Regions from separate parts of the Mus musculus genome. Here all the other regions are linked to region 2. Evidence: chromatin contacts called from public Hi-C and Micro-C data. All regions are on one chromosome and are shown on one strand. The core of a region is the stretch at or near the end of the contact, and the rest is flanking DNA. Distances in the headings are between cores, read along the strand shown.

Region 1 (3,187 bases), core at 559-3,058, 82 kb before region 2:
TATTCATGGAGGATGAGTAAAGGGAAGATAAGGGTGGAAAAGAGATAAAAATGAAGTATTTTAAATTCTGATGAGCTTTTGAATAAAGCCAGTCATGGCTTCACCACAGTTGTGGCTGTCATCAAACGATGGCTAAAAATCCCAGAGGGACTGGATTTTAGAGTTAAGAACATCAAGGGAACAAAACACAGTTTTTCTGGATTAGCGTGGTTCCTATAAATTAGAGTAGTACTTGTGGTTATGAGATATGCCCTGGTCTCAGTATTCAAGGCTCATGATCCCTAGTTGTTGGTTGTTCAGGGAGGATTCAGAGGTATGGCCTTGCTGGCAAAGAAAATGTGTTACTGTGGGTGGGTGTGGTGGTTTGAAAGAGAATGGTTTTCATAGGGTCATATATTTGAATAGTTTCACCCTAGTTGGTAGAACTGTTTGGGAAGAATTAGGGGCTATGGCCTTGATGTGTGCCACCAAGTGTGGACCTTTAGGTTTCAAAAGCCCACATACTCCCCAGACAGCTTGTACGTACTCTCTCTATCTCCCTCTCTCTCCACCCCTCTTCTCCTCTTTCCATCTCTGCCTCAAGCTTGTGTTTGAGGATTAGGCCCTCGGCTAGTGCTCCAGCACCGTGCCTGCTCATTCTTGGCCATCTTCCTGGTCTTGATGTTCCTGGGTTCATCTTCTGAAACTGCAAGCCCCAATAAACCCTTTTATAAGTTGCCTTGGTCACAGTGTCTCACGACAGTAGAAAGGTAACAAAGACAGTGGGCTTTGAGGTTTCAAAGGACTCCAGCCATTTCCAGTTAGCTCTCTCTGCTTCCTGTTGGAGTGAGATGAGAGCTCTCAACTGCTGCCCCATCTGCCAGCCACCTGCTGTGTTTGCTCCACCATCATGGACTCTAATCCTCTGGAATGCCATGGTATTTTAACACAGAAAAAGAAAAGTAGCTACGACAGTTATGTACTATTTATAAGAAATGGTAAAATGGTGTATTCCCCATTTAGGAAATTTCCTTAGCCTGCCTGTGTGAACTTTATTACTGGTTGTGTCATTTTGAGATCCTGCACACAATTTGCAAGTGTGTCTTTCATTCATATCAGCAAGCAGTTTACCCACTAGAGGAGCATGGCTTGGTTCAGCTGAAGGCGAGACCCTAATCTTCATAAACATATCGAAGCAGCTCAGACATCTTCTAATGAATCTGTATTTTTGTCCAGTCACATCAGAAGCTATAGTCAATGTCATATAACGTATGCTGTATTCACAAAAAGGTTGTTTTCAGATAGACTTTGGCTACATTATTAATTTCTTGTAAGAATTATATGATGCCTTTTTTTATTTTGAAGATTTCCTTCAAACAAATTAGTTCGCATGATTACAGTTATACAGCTTTTATGGAAATTAAAAACTGTGCAGAGTGAGAGTGTTCCTGGCACATTTCGAATGGTGCAGCTTCAGCTTTCAAGGCCAATTACATCCCGCTCTTACAGGAGGAAAATACATTAAAAACATAAAGAGGCCCTACGAAAATGTAAGACCAGCAAACGAGTAGGTTGATCTACTTTTCCAGTGACTCAGTGAAGCCGCCATGCCTCTTTCAAGGAGTCTGTAAGGGCTTCCCATTCTAGCCCATTTTTCTCTTCACTCACAAGAGCCACTTCCTAAGGCAAACATTTCCTGATACCATTCTGTGAAAACCTTCTGTTTCAAATATTTACTGCAGTCCAAATTCCGGAGCGTGGTGGTCAGAGGCCTTCACGATCTGGTATGCGACAATCCTCTCCCGCTTTCTTCAAGCTTGTGTTTCAGCCTTTCATAAGCCACTTGTCATCTCCTACATCTGCCGTGCCCCTCCCTGTCCCGGAAACTTTGAAAATGCTATACCACTGCTATTCGTGTAGCGTCCTCCTCCTTCTGGGGGAGTAATACCTGGCAGATCTGAACTGACTGAAGCTGGCTGGATCAGCTTGCTCATCTGTATATGGGAACAGGAGTACTGGCCGAACAAAAGACAGATCATGCATATAACTGGACAGCATGGCTTTGGGGTTAGCATGGTGAACAGAAAGAAACACCCAACTTGGGAATTCGGAGTTCAACTCTGAGGATTTTTGTGAGCCTTTGACCTATACAAGTTCACATATCTCTCTGAAACTGTGTCTTGCATTAGGAGAGACAAGGCTAAACTACCTTCCATGGTTTAACTAAAGATTACTTGCGTTGTCCTTTAACTAGAACTTCAATAATGTATCTGGCTGTACTACAACTTTAGTAAGGTCGATAGTTCACACCAACAACCAAAGTGCAGTGACATTGACCTAGCACGTCTGTGTACTTAAGTACATAGAATAAAGAATATTAAAACTCATATTAAAAACTTGCTGTGATTTCCCCAGTGCAAATGTTAAAGTAGAATACATTCCTCGGTGACTAATCAGAGAGCTCAGCTTCCAAGCGAAAGGAGATTACCATATCAGATCATTCTTTGCTCCTTCCAATTATGGATTGCGCATCTTACTGCTTTAGGGACTTCATTGGAAAAAATTGTATAATAAAGTTAATAAACCTTGGCCATTAGGATTTTTCTATATTTAGAGTAACATTTCTGTATTTTGCTATTTTATTTTTATAATACTGTGAATAGTATTGTTAGAAAAAAGGAAAAAGCATATAAAATGCACATGTTGTTTTCTTTATGGTGTCAATATGAAACGCCCTTCCCTGGGTTTGTGTTTTAGAGGCTTGGTCCTCAGGTGTTGGTATTATTGGGGGAGGCTGTTGAAGTGTTGGGAGGCAGGGCTGGAGGAAGTATGTCACAGGAGAACTTTGAAGTTTATCCTGGGAATTCAGTCTTTTAAATCTCTGCTTGCTGACTGAAAGGATGCGATGAAGCAGCTCTGATACACAGTCCCATTCCTATGGTATCCCGTCCAAGCACAGGGGACCAAGCACCTATGGGCTGAACCACCTGAACACGTGAGCCCGTGAAATAATGCCTCCTCCCAAGGTCTTCCTGACATTGTAATCCACACAATACCAAAGTAAAACTGACGCAGAAACGGGGGAATGGGAATTGAAAATAAAATTTACATGCAAAGCAGGTAGCTGTAAACAAAGATAAAGCAAAGGGAGCCAGTTTTGGACAACTGTGGTGATTTGAATGAGAATGGTCTCCATAAGATTATATAT
Region 2 (3,181 bases), core at 345-2,844:
GTTGGGGAGCATGGCGGAGGGGAGGGTATAGGGGACTTTTGGGATAGCATTTGAAATGTAAATGAAGAAAATATCTAAGAAAAAAATTTAAAAAAAGAAGGGCTCAAACTTAGTTACAATGTTTTTGTGGAGCATTTTGACAGCATCAATCCAAACTTTCAATGTGTACCTCTCTCACCATGTCTAAGCACGTATTGTGAACATTCACATCAAGTGTGTAAGATAAACACAAAGATATTAATGATGTCCTTCAATTTTGGTAGGGAAATACTAAAAACAGTCTCTAAGACTGTATGAGAAAATAGAAATTGAGTTATTGGAAGATAATAAGTGGTATTTAATTTTTCCTTGTATCTTTGCTGTTGTTTTGAAGACAAACTTGTCTGTTGAAACCATATGCAAACCTAATTTAATGAAATTGATGTTCAGCCCAGACAGAACTGATAGGCACCATAAGAATCCTGCAGAAAAGGTCAAACTCTCATTCTTGGAAGAGTTTTCTTCGTGAGAGTTTTGAACCCCAACCCATAAATAGAGCAGTTTTTGTTTGTGTGTTCTTGTAGGCAAGGGTGTTGCCTAGGAATGGGGCCCCTTGATGGGCTTCTCGAAGTGTGTTCTTGGATGAACAGAGTTAGGGAGCTAAGGAAGGGAGCCAGGGAAGACTGCACACAAGCTGAGAAAATTATATTGGCTCTGTAGCCTTGGAACAATATCTGCTCTGGAAAAAAAACCCAACAAAACAAAACAAAACAAAACAAAACAAAACAAAACAAAACAGCACTATGCAATATTAAGGTTAATCATAGGTGATTGGACATCTACAATTGTTGCATCAGTCATTGAAAACGGATACACTTACAAGAAATCAGGAGGCGTGTGTGGTCTGCTGCTCACAGAAAGTCTCTCTGCCGTGCAAGCATCCAATATGAAACTTCCCTGTGTTTCCCACCTCCCCACAGGATGCACACACAACTGCTGGAATCCAGTGAGACTGATTTGATGTTCCCTCACCTCAGAGTTAAGAAATATGTCCCTCTCTTATGTTGAGGTGAACAGATATATTGCCAAGACGCTCGCTACACAGGGAATATTACTTTTAAGCTTTGGGAGTGTGGAAGAATAAAGTGCCCCAATGCAAGGCAGGGCATGTCTCTAAGCCTGTAAAGGAGGCAGTTCTGCAAAGCATCTTGCCTTGTGATGAGATTTCAGCCATCTCCAACTTTCTGTCTTGTGTTGTGATTTTCCACTAGGTGTTTCAGAACCGAAACAAACACAGTCTCATGGCCGCACATCACCTTTGCCCAGTATAATTCCATACCCAGGAGAGAGGGACGGTGACATACCTTCTCAGACCAGTCTGCCAGGGAGAGTTAAGTCTGTAAGATTCCACATTCACTGGTCGTGTAGTTACAGCAAGTGCTTGACTTAATGAGCCCACTGGGGAAACATTTCAGGCTCTGATTGGAAAAAGGCCTTCAAAAATAACAGGGCAAATAGTTCCAGGTCTCTGTGACCTGAAATGTCTAATTAGGCTAAAGAATTACTAGTGCATCTCTGAGAGAACCGAGGCTGTGCAGCCTGATGAGTCAGTGGAGAGTCACTGCCATGTGATCAGGGAACGGTGTGGCGTAGCTGTGCCCCAGCTGTTGGTGGCATTCGACAAGGACACACTCTGCGCTTCCATACTTCTAACACAAGTTTATTTGTGATGTTTCCACCTTATAGGAAACTACATGATGAAGTCCAAACACCAATAAAAGGACAATGAAAAACACCATTGAGAGACAGATGGAGAGTTAGAGGCACAGCTGGGACATAAATGAAACAGTAGTGATTTCACACATGAACGCTCTTGGTACAGTCATCCACGGGTCATATATGTGAACGAGGATAGTTGCAGGAGAGAGATGGTGAGGATAGTTTCAGGAGAGAGATGGGGCTGGCAGAGGATGTGTGCGGTTTCTGAGCTGATCCCAAATTATCAAGCAGGCACACACTCCCCTCTGGTGGCCAAGTGTGAAACTGCATTTTTCCATATGAATGATTACTAGTCCTCAAAGATTAAAGTTGTGCAATCAGGTTCCTGATGTTATGAGAATAACTGACTTTAAGCATTTGATTGAATTTTCCAGTCATTAAAGTTGAAAGTCTCATCTTAGAGGAGCTCTAGTTTTATAAGCTTTTTCATCTTTGGCAGTGACTCCAAGGAAGACATGGATAATTCTATTAGGCTGAGACCCAAGCTGTCCTCTTGAGGGCTAGGACATCTTGTCAGCAGATGCCTATTTGATCCTCAGGAGAATAACACACATGGAATTTAGTGAGCAGCAAATAAGAGAATCAAGTAGAAAATCTGACTTAAAAAAAGATTTATTTATTTATTTATTTAAAAAAAGATTTATTTTATGCATGTGAGTCCACTGTCGCTATCTTCAGACACACCAGAAGAGGGCATCAGATCCCATTACAGACGGTTGTGAGCCCCCACGTGGTTGCTGCGAATTGAGCTTGTGACCTCTGGAAAAGCAGTCAGTGCTCTTAACCCCTGAGCCATTTATCGAGTCCTTGCCTTATTTATGTATATGAGCGTGTTTTTCCTGTATGTATGTCTGTACACCAGAAAAAGGCACCAAATCCCATGAGACTACAGTTATAGACCGTTGTTAGCATCTGTGTGTGTGCTGGGAGTTTAACTCAGGACCTTTGGAGGATCAGCCAGTGCTAAGCCATCAATTTAGCTCCCCAGTTGACTCCTTGTAGTTTACATGAGAGAACGATGCGCAGTCTGATAAGCATGAGAGGTTCTTTCTTTTTCCTCCCATCTTGTCTAATAGTTTTCAAGATAAAACACTTCCATGCCTGTGTTGGTGGCTTATTTCTTGTTTTTGTTATTCCATCATAGTTGGCAAGCATATTGCAATTTGTTTATCTTTCCCATTATTTATGGACATGAATGTATGTACCATTCTTAACAGTGCACGAATCGTTGTATGCTTTCTCTAGTCCAATCCCTCTTCTGTGCGAGTCGCAGGGTCCAACTCAGGCTGTCAGGTTTGGCAGCAAGCATCTAATTTACTCTCTTGAGTCAACTTGCTGGCCTACTATTGCTCTGTGATGACTAGAGAGGACTTAAAGATCTCCCATTAGAACAGCTTTCATACACTGTATCATCGTGTGTGAG
Region 3 (2,881 bases), core at 113-2,612, 100 kb before region 2:
TTTTCTGTATTAGTTACTTTAAAAAATTATGTGTGTGCATGTAGGCCAAGAAAGAAAAGCAGATTTCCTGTAGCTGGAAATACAGGCAGTTTTTAGACTCTGGTGTAGGTGCTAGGCTCAAACTCTGGTCCTCTGGGAGAGCAGCAAGTGTGCTTAATTACTAAGCCAATCTCTCTAGAGCCTGTATTAGTTACCTTTAACGTTCATTGCTATGACAAAATGTCTAACACAAGTGATTAAAGAAGGACGGGTTTCTTTTGGCTCACAATTTGAGGGTACAATCCAAACTTGGTGTAGCAGGAGTCTGAGCAGCTGGTCGTATTGTAATTATGTTTAGGGGAGAGATCGTCCTGTATATACATCTCACTCCCCCACCCCTTTTTTTTTCTGAGACAGGGTTTCTCTGTATAGCCCTGGCTGTCTCACTCTGTAGTCCAGGCTGGTCTCGAATTTAGACACAGGAAGGGGCTTTACACGTTTAGGATACGTGATCTCACCCCAATTAACCCCATCTAGAAACCCCCTCACAGCTGTTCCCAGAGGTTTGCCTCCCAGATGATTCTGGATCTTGTTAACGGGACAGTTTTAGTCAGCCATTAAAATTACAGACCGTACTGGATCCCAGCTCACAAAGACCTGTCTGCCTCTGCTTCCTGCATGCTGGAGTTTTGAGTTAAGCTTTACCTTGAATTTTTCTTAAGGAAAAACTTTCTCTCCCACTAAAAAAAAAGATGTTTTATTTGACGATATACTTTTAACTGCCAATGATCATTTTAAAAGTTACTGCATAGTCATCTCATTTAGATAGTCTAATATATTTTATTTTATACAGTTGGAAATATATTTAATATGGCTTCTTCAAATATGCATGAAGTTTGTATATTCTGAAAAGGCCAAATTTCTGGTTTAATTTAATTAGCATTAGCAAGAATTTACATATGGATGTCTTAATAATGAGCAGCCCTGGGAGCATAAAGATACTCAAAAAAGAAGAAAAAGAAAAAAAAAAACCCAAACAACCCACAGCTGGCCAAGGAAATGAGAACAACGGGAGTCAGAAATAACTCAAGTTCTGAGTTTTTATCACCTGACTCTACAGATGGTGATGAAATTCTGCTGCTCTTCCTGAGCCTTCCAGGCTGCTCTAGCCTGGAGAGACAACACCACCACATACTTGGACATCTTAGAGGTTTGAGTTTCTCAGTGAGCTCAGACCAGCCTGGGCTTTACGGTAGACCTTACTTCAAAACAACAAACAGACAAAACCAAAACGAGTAGATCCTGAGGCAAATCAGCTGTGTGCCAACACGAGCGAGCGAGCGCTGAATTCCAGTCTTGGTCTGGTTAGAGCAGCCAGGCCCTGCTGCCTGGGGCTCAGCCCCCTCACTCACCGCAGTGGTCCTCATCAGCTCGGTTCCCGCAGTCGTCCACACCATTGCAGTGAAGCAGCTGAGGCAGGCACCTGCTCATGTTCCCACAGGGGAAGGAGCCGAGGGGACAACTGACATCCTGTGCACTTCCGAGAGTGACTGGGGGCAGAGGGAGAGAAATACGACAGTTGGAAAGGGTAATGTAGCACCCAAAGTAGGCCCCATCAATGCTCCCACACGTTTGTCCCTGATCTGGTTAGTGTAGAAACATGGCATCGCTATCACCAGGGCCCATAGCTGCTTTCCAGTGCCTCTGCCTCACGAGGGAGCTCTTACCAGCTTCTTTTCCTAGGGTTCTCTTACCAACTCCTATTTCTTAGTCCACTGTCCTCACCCTCCTTCGAGTGACAAAGTGGTGAGGATTGAACCTATGACCTACTTCATGCTGGACAAGTAGTCTATCACTAAACTTTGTTCCCAGCTCCCAACTCTGGGAAGGTTTTCTTAGCTTCCCCTTTAATGAACGCATGTTCATTTAACTCCAGTTCTATTCCTCTCTTCTATAGAAACCTTTCAGTTGTTTTGTTTGTTTGTTTGTTTGTTTGTTTTTGTTTTGTGTGATGGTTTGTATATGCTCAGCCCAGAGAGTAAGTAACACTATTAGAAGGTGTGGCCCTGTTGGAGTAGGTGTGTCACTGTGGGTTTGGGCTTTAAGACCTTTATCCTTGCTGTCTGGAAGCCAGTATTCTGCTAGCAGCCTTCAGATGAAGATGTAGAACTCTCAGCTCCTCCTGTACTATGCCTGCCTGAATGCTGCCATGTTCCTGCCTTGATGATAATGGATTGAACCTCTGAACCTGTCAGCCAGCCCCAATTAAATGCTGTCCTTATAAGAGTTGCTTTGATCAGGATGTCTGTTCACAGCAGTAAAACCCTAAGACATTTTGTTTTTTTAAATCAAGCATTTACTGTGTCTTTCCCATGGCCTCAGAATCAAGGCTGCTCTGGTTTGAGGGCATGGAGAAGCAAGCGCCACCTGCTCATTTGTGTATCGGATGTTCCTAAGTGTGAGGCCCTGGCAAGACTGTGCCGGGCATTGGCTAACTCCCAGCTGCCGTCCTGGCAAGGGCTGTTCTCCATTGTAAGGACACAACTGAATAAGTCAATAAGTGATTCCCAAATGAGGCGCACCAAGAAATGAAACCTGAGCTCTCGTGGCATAACTGCTGGGATCTGTAAGGTGGGCTTCTGAGAACCGGGTCTGACTAAACGGAGGGGAAAACAAAGAGAAGAACCTGGGCAGCAAGAGGAGGTAGGGATGTGGGGGAAGATGAGCATGGGTGTGTGTGGAGGTGAGCATGTTTAGGCTGAGGATCAGATAACTTAACAGGTCCTGCGGAGCACAGTGGGCACATGTGTGGCCTAAGCTGAGGCTGGGGAAGCAGACAAGGGAGAAGACGTTGGTCTTTGTTCAAAATGCAAGAGAAACGGAAGGTGGACCCGGCCCCTTC

The links. A called contact is a pair of places that touch in the nucleus more often than the background predicts.
Region 1: a Micro-C map of muscle stem cells shows a contact between it and region 2, with 3 times the contacts expected there. The contact joins two enhancer-like sites. A contact is called at or near these places in 3 of 39 promoter capture datasets (the 3T3-L1 cell line, embryonic stem cells and liver), 1 of 15 datasets of contacts at CTCF or cohesin (the NIH/3T3 cell line), 4 of 484 Hi-C or Micro-C datasets (muscle stem cells, myocytes and uterus) and 2 of 9 other capture datasets (adipose tissue and liver).
Region 3: a Hi-C map of uterus shows a contact between it and region 2, with 7 times the contacts expected there. The contact joins two enhancer-like sites. A contact is called at or near these places in 1 of 15 datasets of contacts at CTCF or cohesin (the NIH/3T3 cell line), 5 of 484 Hi-C or Micro-C datasets (CD4 T cells and uterus) and 3 of 115 datasets of contacts at active chromatin or transcription factors (embryonic stem cells, microglia and oligodendrocyte precursor cells).

Annotation. Positions count from the first base shown.
Region 1 is chr3:79,725,038-79,728,224 of GRCm38.p6, forward strand. The region is part of intron 1 of Rxfp1 (relaxin/insulin-like family peptide receptor 1); the gene reads right to left. Among named protein-coding and RNA genes, the nearest start is that of Rxfp1, 11 kb to the right of the region's middle. Within about 2 kb of position 1,809, at least 4 of the 459 cell types and tissues checked have an H3K27ac peak or open chromatin away from gene starts, as enhancers often do. A contact at or near this core is called in muscle stem cells, where this site is marked.
Region 2 is chr3:79,807,372-79,810,552 of GRCm38.p6, forward strand. No RefSeq gene overlaps it. Among named protein-coding and RNA genes, the nearest start is that of Gm26420, 26 kb to the right of the region's middle. Within about 2 kb of position 1,595, at least 50 of the 459 cell types and tissues checked have an H3K27ac peak or open chromatin away from gene starts, as enhancers often do. A contact at or near this core is called in muscle stem cells and uterus, where this site is marked.
Region 3 is chr3:79,704,184-79,707,064 of GRCm38.p6, forward strand. It overlaps Rxfp1 (relaxin/insulin-like family peptide receptor 1), which reads right to left. Exons shown (of 18, transcript NM_212452.2): 2 at 1,392-1,529. Among named protein-coding and RNA genes, the nearest start is that of Rxfp1, 32 kb to the right of the region's middle. Within about 2 kb of position 1,363, at least 15 of the 459 cell types and tissues checked have an H3K27ac peak or open chromatin away from gene starts, as enhancers often do. A contact at or near this core is called in uterus, where this site is marked.